Linked DNA regions of Mus musculus: regions 1 and 2 are each linked to region 3. Evidence: chromatin contacts called from public HiCAR-type data. All regions are on one chromosome and are shown on one strand. The core of a region is the stretch at or near the end of the contact, and the rest is flanking DNA. Distances in the headings are between cores, read along the strand shown.

The links. HiCAR-type assays count read pairs that join an accessible place to other places.
Region 1: a contact with region 3 is called in a HiCAR-type map of astrocytes, with 2.6 times the contacts expected there. The contact joins the promoter of Osbpl8 here to the promoter of Caps2 in region 3. A contact is called at or near these places in 1 of 39 promoter capture datasets (embryonic stem cells) and 1 of 115 datasets of contacts at active chromatin or transcription factors (astrocytes).
Region 2: a contact with region 3 is called in a HiCAR-type map of astrocytes, with 2.7 times the contacts expected there. The contact joins the promoter of Atxn7l3b here to the promoter of Caps2 in region 3. A contact is called at or near these places in 1 of 39 promoter capture datasets (embryonic stem cells) and 2 of 115 datasets of contacts at active chromatin or transcription factors (astrocytes and bone marrow-derived macrophages).

Annotation. Positions count from the first base shown.
Region 1 is chr10:111,162,500-111,166,433 of GRCm38.p6, forward strand. It overlaps Osbpl8 (oxysterol binding protein-like 8), which reads left to right and starts at 2,303. Exons shown (of 24, transcript NM_175489.3): 1 at 2,303-2,697.
Region 2 is chr10:112,926,726-112,930,769 of GRCm38.p6, forward strand. It overlaps Atxn7l3b (ataxin 7-like 3B), which reads right to left and starts at 2,301. Exons shown (of 1, transcript NM_001033474.2): 1 at 1-2,301. The coding sequence starts at 1,997. The coding sequence ends at 1,704.
Region 3 is chr10:112,162,161-112,165,783 of GRCm38.p6, forward strand. Caps2 (calcyphosphine 2) reads left to right here and starts at 1,461. Exons shown (of 18, transcript NM_001310675.1): 1 at 1,461-1,528; 2 at 3,510-3,623.

The DNA.
Region 1 (3,934 bases), core at 1,053-3,552, 1.0 Mb before region 3:
TACAGTAATTTATCTAGATACATATCTAATTAGCTACGTCTCTAATGTAGGTCTCTTTATTGCTCATACCCTCTTTTACACTGCAGAAATGGCCAGATTTTCAAAGGCCAATTGAAGAAATTGGGGCTGAGGCAGAAGGGAATTAGGCAAAGCAATTTGCCGCCTCCTTTGTTGCAATCTTCAATTTCAATTCTCAGGGTGAAAGCAAAGGAAACAGCCAAACAGCCAAGAAGGTATATTTTTCTTGTTATCTAATATTCTAGGAAAATTGTTTAAATATATTTAACTGCAGGTCACAGTAAGAAATACAATTTAAATAACAACAAGGGACATACTTTTACCCTGATTATTTGTTTTTAAATACAGGGTCTCTCTAGGAGTCTATGTAGTCCTGAACTTGCTATGTAGAAAGAACAGTCTGGTCTTAAACTCTACAGAGATGGGCTGTTATGGCCAGCTACTCACAAGGTAACTTTTAAAAAAGATTTATTTTATGTGTACGGGTGTTTTGCTTGCATGTGCATGCCCTGTGCCTGAGGGGGTCAGAAGAGGTGGGATTTCCTGGACCCACCAGCCAGCACATGGGTGCTGGGAATAGAAACCAGGACCTGCAAGAACAGGTACTCTTGACTGCCTCATCTCTCCAGCCTCCCACGAACTGATTATTGCTTGGTTTAGATATTATGCATTCTTATCTTTTAGATTATATCTCATTAAAACCCAATTCATTAAAAAATGACATTGGCTTTTGTTAGTCTGAAAAAAACAGCATTGCTTCAGATAAGTGACATTTCAATCTGCTGATAAACTGGAACGTTACCGCCATCACATAACAATGTTTCCTGCCTTGCACTGCCTCAGCACTCAGAAAGGAGAGAGCCAGGCAGCTCTCTGTGAGTTTGAGACCAGCATAGCCTACAGAAGGAGTTCCAGGACATCTAGGGTTACACAGAGAAACCCTGTCTCTTTGAAAAACAAAACAAAACAAAACAATCAAGCAAGAAAAACAAACAAAACAAGAAAACAATAAACTTCCCTTATGTTTATGTAAAATACAAATATAATTTCTTAGGTTTCTTAACAGAAGAATGTGGCAGAATCTTTCCCTCATTGGAACAGTCCTTCATGACAAAATCTAATTGTTTTTCAAATGTTAACATAGCTGCATCAAGATGTGTTTTAAAGATCAGCGGCCTGGCATTATTTAACTGAGCAGTAAATTGCTCTTTCTTTGGGCAACAAAATGGCCACGTCTGCAAATTTTTTAGAGCTGCTATGAAATACATCAGTAACAGGCAGAATCCTATGGCCTACTTAAGTATCCAAACGATCAGAATGTCATCTGATTTCCTGTCAAGAAATGTAATGGAAATTGTGTAAAGTTAAAAAAAAAATTCTTGGTTCCAGAGTAGAAGGATAAAGGAATAAGGAATTGAATTTTTATCGTAGAGAATGGCCTTGTTAGAGGCAGCTCATTCCTCCTTCTGCACTGTTAGGTCGCTTTTCTCTTCTTCTGTATTGTAACTGGCTTTCTTCCAGTGATGAGTTCTGCCCCTTTCCTCTCCACAGGATGGGGAGGGATTTCTGGGGTCATGGTTAAAAAAACAAAAAACAAAAAAAGCCAAGAGTTGAGGTACAAAACAACAACAACAACAACAAAATCCGAAGAGTTAAATTAGGCTTTCTGTTCAAATTGAGAGGTACTATCAACTTGCCACGTCGCTAAAACCGTCACCAACCTCACTGTAAAACTTCATGACTGTAAAAGCTGGCACCCAGGATTCTGAACATGACTAGGAACAATAACAAGAAAGCCTGCTAGGCTATTTTCATCCCAGCGTGACTGAAGTCTACATCTCAAACCTCCTGTGAGGCCAACAGCTAATGAGACACCACAGTGAACGTGTCATTGGAACTTAGGCAGCAGGGACTCCTGGCTGCTTCTCAAGCCCCAATTTCTCCTGGCAGCCTCCTCTGTGGGCCCGGCCAGAGGTCGGGAGGCGGGTCCTGCCCAGCGAGCACTTCAGAGACCTGCGGGTAGCCGGCCCTCCACCCCAGGGCTTCCTGAGAGGGAACCTCGAGGGCGGGGAGGGGAGCGGAGGGGAGGTGACATGACAGCTCGCCATCACCACGAGCTGCCAGCAGCTGCCTCTGCGCGCCCGCCCAGCAGAAGCTACCCGGGGACCGCCTCCTTGCGGCGTCACGTGACGGGAAGGGGGCGTGGCCCAGGCCCGGGCTGGGGGCGGGGCTGCGAGAGGGGCGGGCCTTGGGATGTGAAGGCTGGTGGCGGCTCGCGGCGCCCAGAAAGGCGGTGTCAGGGCGGATGACAGCATTCTGCTGCGACGCGCTCCCAGCTGGGCGGCGGTGGTAGCGGCAGCGGCAGCGGCAGCGGCAGCCGGGGCGGCAGCGGCGTTCGACTCGGCCACCGCCGAGAGCGGTAGCGGTAGAGAAGGAAGAGGTTCCGCCCTGGCCCGCGGGCGGAGGAGCCCGAGTTCGCTCGCCGCTCCGGGCCGAGCCCCCGCCGCGGCTCGCCTGTGCTCTCCGTCCGGGCTGGCTCTCAGTTCCCGCGGGCGACCGCAGCCGAGAGAAGTTGAGGAGGGGGGGTCCCACCGGACACTAAGGCCCCGGACTCCGGCGTCCCTGTGATCCCACGGAAGCCTGCTCCCTGCGGGCCGCCTCCTCTGGGGCTCCGCATCGGTGAGTGGCGCTCAGCCCGGTGTTGGGGAGCAGCGGAGTCGTGCCTTTTGGGGTGACTGTAGTCCCTCAGTCCTACGTTCTGAGCTCGGGCTGTGGGCACTCGTGGGTACCCCGCGCCGCGAGTTCCCCTCCTGCCTCTCCTTTGTCCCTTCTGAGAGGGAGATTGGCAGGGCTGGCGGGGGTGGCGTGTTTTTTGGGGCCCGCGGTAGGTGCGTCTGCAGCGGTACAAAGCCCAGTGGGGACCTGGGATGGGGGCGGGGGCGGCTCGGCGGCGTTCCGGGTCCCGAGTGTGTCTGCCCCTCCCGAAGTTTGACAGGGCGACGCCGGGGCTCGCCGGAAGCCCCCCGCGCAGGGGGTGAAAACCTGGCGCTTTGTCGCCCCGGGCGGTTAAGGCAAGGCTTGGGGTTTTCCTGTGACAGCCCCTGAAGAGGTTGTGCCGCTCGCAGGCGGACCGCACCCGCCTTTGCAGAGACTGTCGCGGTGTTCCTTAAACCTCAGCTCCGTTGGCCTTCTTGCCACACTGGAGAAAAGGCGGTGTCTTCGTTGCACTTTTTTTTTTTTTTTTTTTACGTTTTGTTTGCGGCTAAGCTGTGGAGAGTGTAATCAGGTTCCAGGGAGTTTCATATGGAGCATGCTTTTGCTTCATTGAGCAACCCACTCAAGACCGGCTGATGCGAAGCAACAGTAGATGCAGATTTTCCATTCACTAAAGTCATTTAACACTTCTTTGTGAGCGACATCTGCGTCGTGAAACATAACCTAATTTCATTTTAACTAAATGCCGTCTGAAATAAGTTAACTTGGGTTCGTCTCTAAACAGATGGGAACACTTATCTGACGATAGCATATCTGCTTTCAATAACTTAATGAAGTTTGTGCCTTTTTGCTGCTGGAAGACTTAAGTAACAGTAGTATTAGAATACCTTGGGTTAGCAGGGAATTCTTCAAAGTAATTTCACTGTAAACAACCTCAAATTAGTGCAGCCCCAAATTAGTGCAATTAAAGGTCTTTCAAGATAACCATTTAAAATAGTTTTTGCCTCTTGAAGAATTCCAGAGAACAATTGAGGTATAGGTAAATTGCTTGTTACGCTCTCTCTTCCCCTGGGGTTTCATCTAAATTTGATCATGCCGAGAGACTGGGATCAGTTGCTGTGCTTGCTAGAACCTGTTTTGCAGTGAGATTATTAAAATGCTGGTTTTATAAAAACAGGTTTTATAAAAGGAAGGGAAAGGC
Region 2 (4,044 bases), core at 1,051-3,550, 770 kb after region 3:
AGCCATGAGAGATTCTCCTCTAAGGCTTCCATAAAAACAGGTAAAACAAAACAACATAAAAATTTAAAGTTAGAAAACGAAAACGACAACAAAAGGAAAAAGGAAACTTGTGTAGGCTTCGGAGGAGCAGCACTGGAAGATGAGCTGAAATTGGTCGAGAGAAAACCTAGTGTGGCAAGCAGCACCTGGAATCATGAGCTGCACCAGAGAGGCAGTGGAGCAGTGACAGGAACATGGCCAAGCCAGACAGATGAGGCTGGACCCTTTACTGGGGCACAGAATGAGGTAAGAAAACATTTCAAATAAAGCAGCACCTTTCTTTTCTGCTCACCTCAGGACTCCCACCCTCCATAACCCCCCATTTTAGGGACTGAAACAGACCAGTTTTGATATGCCACTCACTTCCCCTTTACTTCTAACCCTGCCTCCAACTTTCCATCAAGAAATATACAGCCCCTGCTGGAAGGAGGTTCTGAGGACCAAGTGATGAACTGCTGTTTGTGAGGGCAGAGAAGGTGGAGACAGTCTCAATCAGCACAGCAGAGGTCTGACTGCCCAGTTGATGAAGGAATTCTGCAACCATACCAGGTAAACCAGGCCTGTTTCAGGGCTCTTAGCATTAAACTCATTCACATTATTGAAGGCAGATGGAAAAAAGTTCCCTCCTGGCTCAATTTTTAAACAGCCTCCTGCTCTGCCATGATGTCCTTCTGTAGGTCAGTGGTACCACTGGAGGGCAGCGACCTGTCATAATGATCAAGTCAGACCCATGGGCTGGTTACATCACCAGTAACTCAAAAGTAGGAAAAAACCGTCCCACCAAACTTATGTCCGCAGTATGTAATTCAAGACATGAGTCTTCCAGTTGGACATGATGTGCAGTCGCGGAGGTACACTTCATCCTCATAGCATCAAAAGAAAATCTTCAGCTGTTTGAAAACCACCTTGTCCTTTGCCAAACCTTTGCCACTCAGTAGGATGGAAAGACAGGTCTTCTGATGAGCCAAAGGCAAGGCCTTGTCCCCACAAAATGCTGGACCTTTGGAAAACAGGTGATTTGGAACTTCTTGAAGACAAGGGCACAAGGGCTTCCCATCGAATTCAAACGGGAATATTAATATTTTTAGTATTTAAGTCACATACCTGACTTCTATTTGTATCAAAGAGGCCCAATTGGAGGCTTAGAAATCAGAGGAGCAGTCCACCGAAGCTGACTGATCAGGGCCTGACCATCAACACCATCTAAAACTTCGAAGGAGGCCCATGACATCAGGCAGATGCAGAATCTGAGAAACAAATAGAATTGTATAGGCTGGGTACACAGCTGCTCACCTGTGTACCGAGGACAGTTCAGGGTCCTTGCACATCCACATGTATTTTATACAGCTCAAAATACAGCACGACGCCTCTGGACCTTCTTCTGCCCAGGATTTCAGAGCTGGCATGGGAGACCCTTTCAAATGGACCGGGATTCCTAAATTCTCCTCTTTGGGTGTTTTGTTCGTTTTACGCCTTCTCGGTTTTTTTTTTTTTTGTATTTTAATGCTAAGATCTTGAAGGGGGGTAAATGGGACTTTTGTTTGCTTTTCCTTTATTTGTTGATTTAATTTTTTTTCTCTCCAACTTAGCTTATTCCTCCAAAGCCACGGGGACCAGTCTCTATTATTGTCCTGGTCACTGTGTCGCCCTCTCTCAGGTGGTGACTACTGGAATTCCGGAGGTGAACGCTGCAGCTCCGTCTGGGGCCCGTCCCCGGGATCCCCAGGAAGGGAGCAGAGCGGGAGGCGGCACGCGCCTTTGTCCTCCACTGGCTGGATGCCGAAATCCTTCACGCTCCCAGTGTCTGCAAACTCCAGGTAGAAGTAGCCACACTTGACCGCCCGGTGCACCTCAAAGCAGAAGCCCAGGCAGGAATCCTCTATCAGGTCTACATAGATCTCCTGGGCGATGGCCTCCAGCTTGTTAGTATCCAGGTTGGCCAACGAAATCTCCTCCATCTTAACCGGCAAGCGACCGTGCGGAGGGCGCTGGCTTTACTCACGGCACACTCGGGCTCCGCTAGGCCTGCAAGGCCTCTCCGGGCCTCGTCCTCCGGGACGGCAACGGCGACGACGGCGGCGTCCGCGGCGACAGCAACCGCCGCTCCGGAGCCCCAACGCTCGCTCGGCTGCGACGATCACCCAAGTTCGGGATTCTGAGCTGCACCCGAGCCCGGCTCGCCGCGAAAACCGTCTCGGCGCCTCACCCAGCCGTTCGGGCCTCTTCCTCTCGCTGACAGTCTGGGCCCGCCCCCCCACTTCCGCCCGGTGCTGCGCCTGCGCACTGGCTCCGCGCGGAGGCTGGGCTTGGGCTCGGGCTCTGGCGCAGTTCGCTGGCCTGGGAGCACTGTTGGTCTGTGCGAGCCAGTGGCGACAACTGGCATTCCTGCCTGTGTCTTTTTCTCTCTCCCGGTTCATAAAATGTTATCGACGATGCTATGGTATTTTGTTTAGGGCTTTAAACGTTCACTAATGCGTTCACCTGTGTTTCAATGATTTCTTACGTAAAAGGAGGAATAATAATTACTTGTCCAGTTGTGTAATCAATCGAATAATGATTTCAGGCATGTTTATCCACATACGACTGAAAATTTGACGTACAGGATTGGCTTGCAGTAATTTACAGTACTGCCGCAGTTGTCATTTAAATCCACTAGATGATGCAAGGAAACAAATTGCCCTATAGTTTATCTTTGAGGCTTTCTTTGAATGAAAACAACTAGAATCCTGACACTAAAGGCATAATTCAAATATATTGATCAAATAAACCTAAGGCATTTATCTCACTTATAAGACCATTAAGTCAGCGTGACTGTAAAGAAATGATTATATACGTCTCCAAATGTGCTACAAGATAAAAATGATGTGCGCTTAGTTTGGGGGAGGCAAAGAGGAGGGGGAAGACTTTCCTAAAGTTACACTGCTTTCACTGTGAGAACTGGAACCGTCCCACCAAATCCTCTGCAGCCAGCTCCTAACAACTTTTCTCATTTGACTCAAGCAAGTCCTTATTCTGTCACTGATAAAACACACTACTAACCACAATGGATCAGAAGATGCTAGCTAGCTATTCCTAAAAAGATTAGTTGTGAATTCAAACATAAGGAAATCACTGTATTCTTTCTTTACTTTTTTCTTTCTTGTTCATTATTTGATCCTCCTCTGCAACTGCTCTACTTTTGCAATTTATCAGAAAGAACTGTGGCTAAGGAAAAACTCAAATCCTCCTTTATAGCTTTCTTATGCAAGATTTCCAGATTAGAGAAAAGCATAAGATGATCATATTTTCCTCAGTACAGAATTACCTTACACTGATTGATTTAGAGTGCAAACTATTTGTAAACAACTGTATTTTCTAGTTGTCTATTTAATTAATTTAGATCTCACAAATTGGCAGATACAAATCATTTAGCTTATGCTACTTAATTTTTTTCTGCCCAGAGTTCTTTTTTTTTAATTTAAAAAAAGACAGAACTTTAAAAAAATTGGACTTTTGTATAATCTAGATGTTCTAGATTCAAAAAATTAACGTATTGACACATTGTGGGATCTGGACATACAATAAACCATGTAATGTTTAAGAGTACATGTTACTGAATCAGACTGCCTCCTACAGTAGATGCCTATGCGAATCTTGTATTGGGATCTGTTTTCTTGACATTTCAGGAATAGGTGTCATCACATAGTTTTGTAGTGAGACACATAGCAATACGTATAAGAATTTTCACATGGTGCTTGCATGATGTATACAGTGGTACAGACTGCCTAGTTAGATAAAGAAAATATAGTTAGGACTTCAAGCATCTTTGCTTTAAACTCTTTCCTCTTCAAACTAAGTGTAAAACTCTACTTTCCAGGTCTAGTACAAATTCAGAGACATTTGTGAAGTTTAGACTTTTTTCTGCAGGTCTTGGTTTGGGTCTGACTGTCTAGCTTCATGTCTAGCATGCTTTGACATTTGCTGGTGCTAACACATTTATTGCCAAACAAAAGTTCTTATTAACAG
Region 3 (3,623 bases), core at 211-2,710:
ACAGCCTGAGTTTGAATCCCCAGCACCCCCATCAACTCCATGTATAATACATATGCTCACCTCTAACCCCAGCATTGCGGGAGAGGAGCAAGCAGGCAGGTCCTAATAAGTTTTATGTTTTTTTTTCTTTCTTTCTTTTGTGACAAGGTCTCATGTAGCTCAGCCTGTTGCCCTTCAACTTATTACATAGCTGCGAATCATCTTAGACTTCGCAGCCTCCTGCCTCAACCTCCTGAGTGCTGGGATTGATCATCATATTAACTTTTTGAAGTTGTCAGGGGTCAAATCATCTTCCTTAACCATGCCAGGCACCTGAGCTGTGTCCCCACCCCAGAGTTCCTTTTTTTAAAAAATTTGGTTATTTTATTTATTTACATTACAAATGTTACCCCCCTTCTTAATTTCCCCTCCACAAACCTCCTATCCCTTACCCTCTCCTCCTGCCTCTATGAGGGTGCTCCTGCACTGACCCACCTACCCTCTCTCGCCTCAGGGCCCTAGCTTTCCCCTACATTGAATCATCAAGCCTCCACTGGACCAAGGGCCTCCACTCTCACTGATGCCTTACAAGGCCATCCTCTGCTACATATGCAACTGGAGCCATGGACCCCTCCATGTGTACTCCTTGGTTGGTAGTTTAGTCCTTGGGAGCTTTGGGGGTGTCTGGTTGGTTGATATTGTAGTTCTTCCTATGGGGTTGCAAAGAGTTTACAGTTTTAAAACCCACAAAATATATTTGAAATTTGAATGTGAAACTGTTTAAAATGTGCCTGTTTTGGAGAAAGTTGATTTTTCAAAAGATATTAAAATTTTAGAATCTTAAGCCTCAAAATATTTGCAGATCTGAGATTGCATTGAAAGATACCACTTATTGTTATTGGCGTAGAGTTGTACAACTACTCAAGCTAACATTGTCCCTTTATGGACAGGTAGTTGAGACCCAAAGATGTTGCAAACATAGGTAAGATTTTGGTGGGAAAATTGGTGATAGTCTGGGATACAGGATATTTTTATGGTTGTTTTCTCCTCGAATATCAAATTGGACTCTGGACATAATGGTAGTTGCTCTGTGAAATAATGTTCAAAGGAATTCCACTAAATGAATGATCCACTGTGATCCTTGCCGGGTTTTGCTGGTCTCCTGGTGCAGGAGAAGCCTGCTGTGCATGAGTCCCCTACTGTAGTCCAGGCCAGGGTTTATCACACCTCAGATTTGAGCTCTTGGTCTGGGAGGCTACACTTTAAAAAAAAAAAAAAGAAAGAAAGAAAGAAAAGAAAGAAAGCCTTTGGACTCCAGGTGGGTTTGTCTGCTAGTGTAGGGGTGTTTGTCCAGACTGTAGAGGCAGCCAGAGGAGTGGAAGGATTAGAGTACAGATTCGGGCCCAGAGGTGGAGTCAAAGTCCCTTTTATTACTGGGGAAGTTGGAGAGGGCCAGGAGGCCTAGGGAACCAACTCCAGTTGCCTAGCAACCAGAGACTCTGGTCTAGACTGTTGTGTTTTCTGGGACCTGCTCCTGAGTTTGCCAAGGGTAAGCTTTCAGAAGGAAGTTCTTGGTGGAAGGAATCACCATGGTTTATACAGCTTCCAGTCCTTCTATTTTCGATTTGGGGTGTAAGGAGCTAACACTATTAGGTCAAGTCAGCTTGCCTTGCTCCCTAGTGTGGCCCTGAGTCCTGGAAAAAGGAGCTAGTAGATTCCTTTGGGAGCACTCCAGGTACTGTAAAGTAAGCTTTAAATTGAATTAGGAACGACTTTGTGTTCAGTTTCAGACCTTGGGTGGATTGTCACCACGGACTCAAGGTGGACTCAGTCCCTGTCCCTCACGAATTTAAGTACTGAACTGTATTTATTAATCGCTTCCTTGTTTATGAACTGGATCAGATGTCTTTCCTTTCATGTGTGTTCTGACTTTGCATGAACAAATTCAAAGCTCGGGATACACTTACCAGGAGTGAATAGCTGGAGTTGGAAGTGGTCCCTGTTAAGAGACAAGGAGGGAATGAAGCCTTCGTGACTCAGTGGTTAAAGGCACCAAAGACATTAATCAACAATAGTAACTACCTCCTAGCAACAGCTCTTGCTGATCAACACAATTTGGTGAAAATTATTCTGGTGCTGATTAAAGTAACCGCCTTCCCCCCCCCAACAAAGCACACGAAAATGTTGAGATACTAAATAAATACTAAGCTAAATAATAAGTAAGCTAAATACTGATCAGACCTGGGTATGCTGAAGCTCTTTGTAAAGTCCATGAGGGTGGGCACCATAGGCTGACTGAGAAAAATTAATTTACAATAAGGGTCTGGAGGAAGACGCAGTGTCAGAAAAGTCGCTAGCCACATAGATAGTGCAAAGGCCACCAGGCTTTGGCTTGGAAGCACATTCATGCCAGCTCCAAGCTCCTAGGCAAAAACAGTTAGAGTGCTCCTTCCTTTGAAGATAGAACCTCATGTGTACGCTTAACATTCCAAAAGTCAAAATAAAAACATGTAAAATTTTGAGGACAGATAGAGACTTCATTTAACAAGCAGAATTTATATACATATATACTATTACATAATTATTACGATTTATACAAAATTACTAATTATACTGTTGGTCGGATTTTTGTTTGTTTGTTTGTTTTATCTCTTTTGTTTTGGAGACAGGGTTTCTCTGTGTGGCCTTGGATGTCCTGGAACTCACTCTGTAAATCAGGGATTCGCCTGCCTCTCAGCCTTCAGACTACTGGTATTAGAGGCATGTGCCACCACCGGTTAAGTTAGTCTACCCTGACAGTATAAAAATCCATACTGTCTTGAGAACTGAATATGAAGAAGAGTTTGCTCATGGTACAGGGAAGGCAGGCAGACTATTATCTGCCTCCCAATTATGCTGAAAAACCTTAGCATAGACTGAATGGCTTTAAATAACACAAGCGTGTTATGCTATACTCCTGGAGGTCAGTGCACACAATTTGTCTGGAAAGCAAGCTGCCAGCAGGAAAGGCTCCTTTTGGAGGTCCCAGAGGAAGTGTCATTCATCCTTCTCTCTTGGGCATCCTGGAAACTGCTTACTCTCTTTCCCTTCTTTGGTGGCAGCTGCGTAGCATCCGTGTTTCTCTTGGACTTGGGATCCCATCTTCTCACCTTCTCTGACTTACCCGGATCCTCCCCTCCTCCCTCTTCTTTAGACCTGTGTGGATCTAGTGAGCCCAACAGATTAGTTTTCCCCTCTCAGATTTTTAACTTAATGCCACCTGAAATATCCCTTTTGCCATGAAAGAGACACAGTCACGGGGCCTCGAGATTAAGATATGGACCTTTTGGGACATACCTTCGGCAGACTGCCACAAAGCATGATGTATTTGCACCACCCAAACTTGGTTTTAGTTTATAAGGTCAATGATGATTTATTACTAGCCACAACCATTAAATGCAATGGCTTCTTTCTATGGAAAAGTACTGTGTGTGGATTATCTACAATTATAATAAAAATGAGCATGTTTGCACTTATTTTCATCTTTTTAGAATATAGCACATTGCACGGGAAACACAAACATTCGAATGGATTTAGAGGTAAAAGGAGTGGCTGCCTCAAGAAGCCAGACTCGGCTATTTTCTGGAAGAAAGAATTCACTGCAA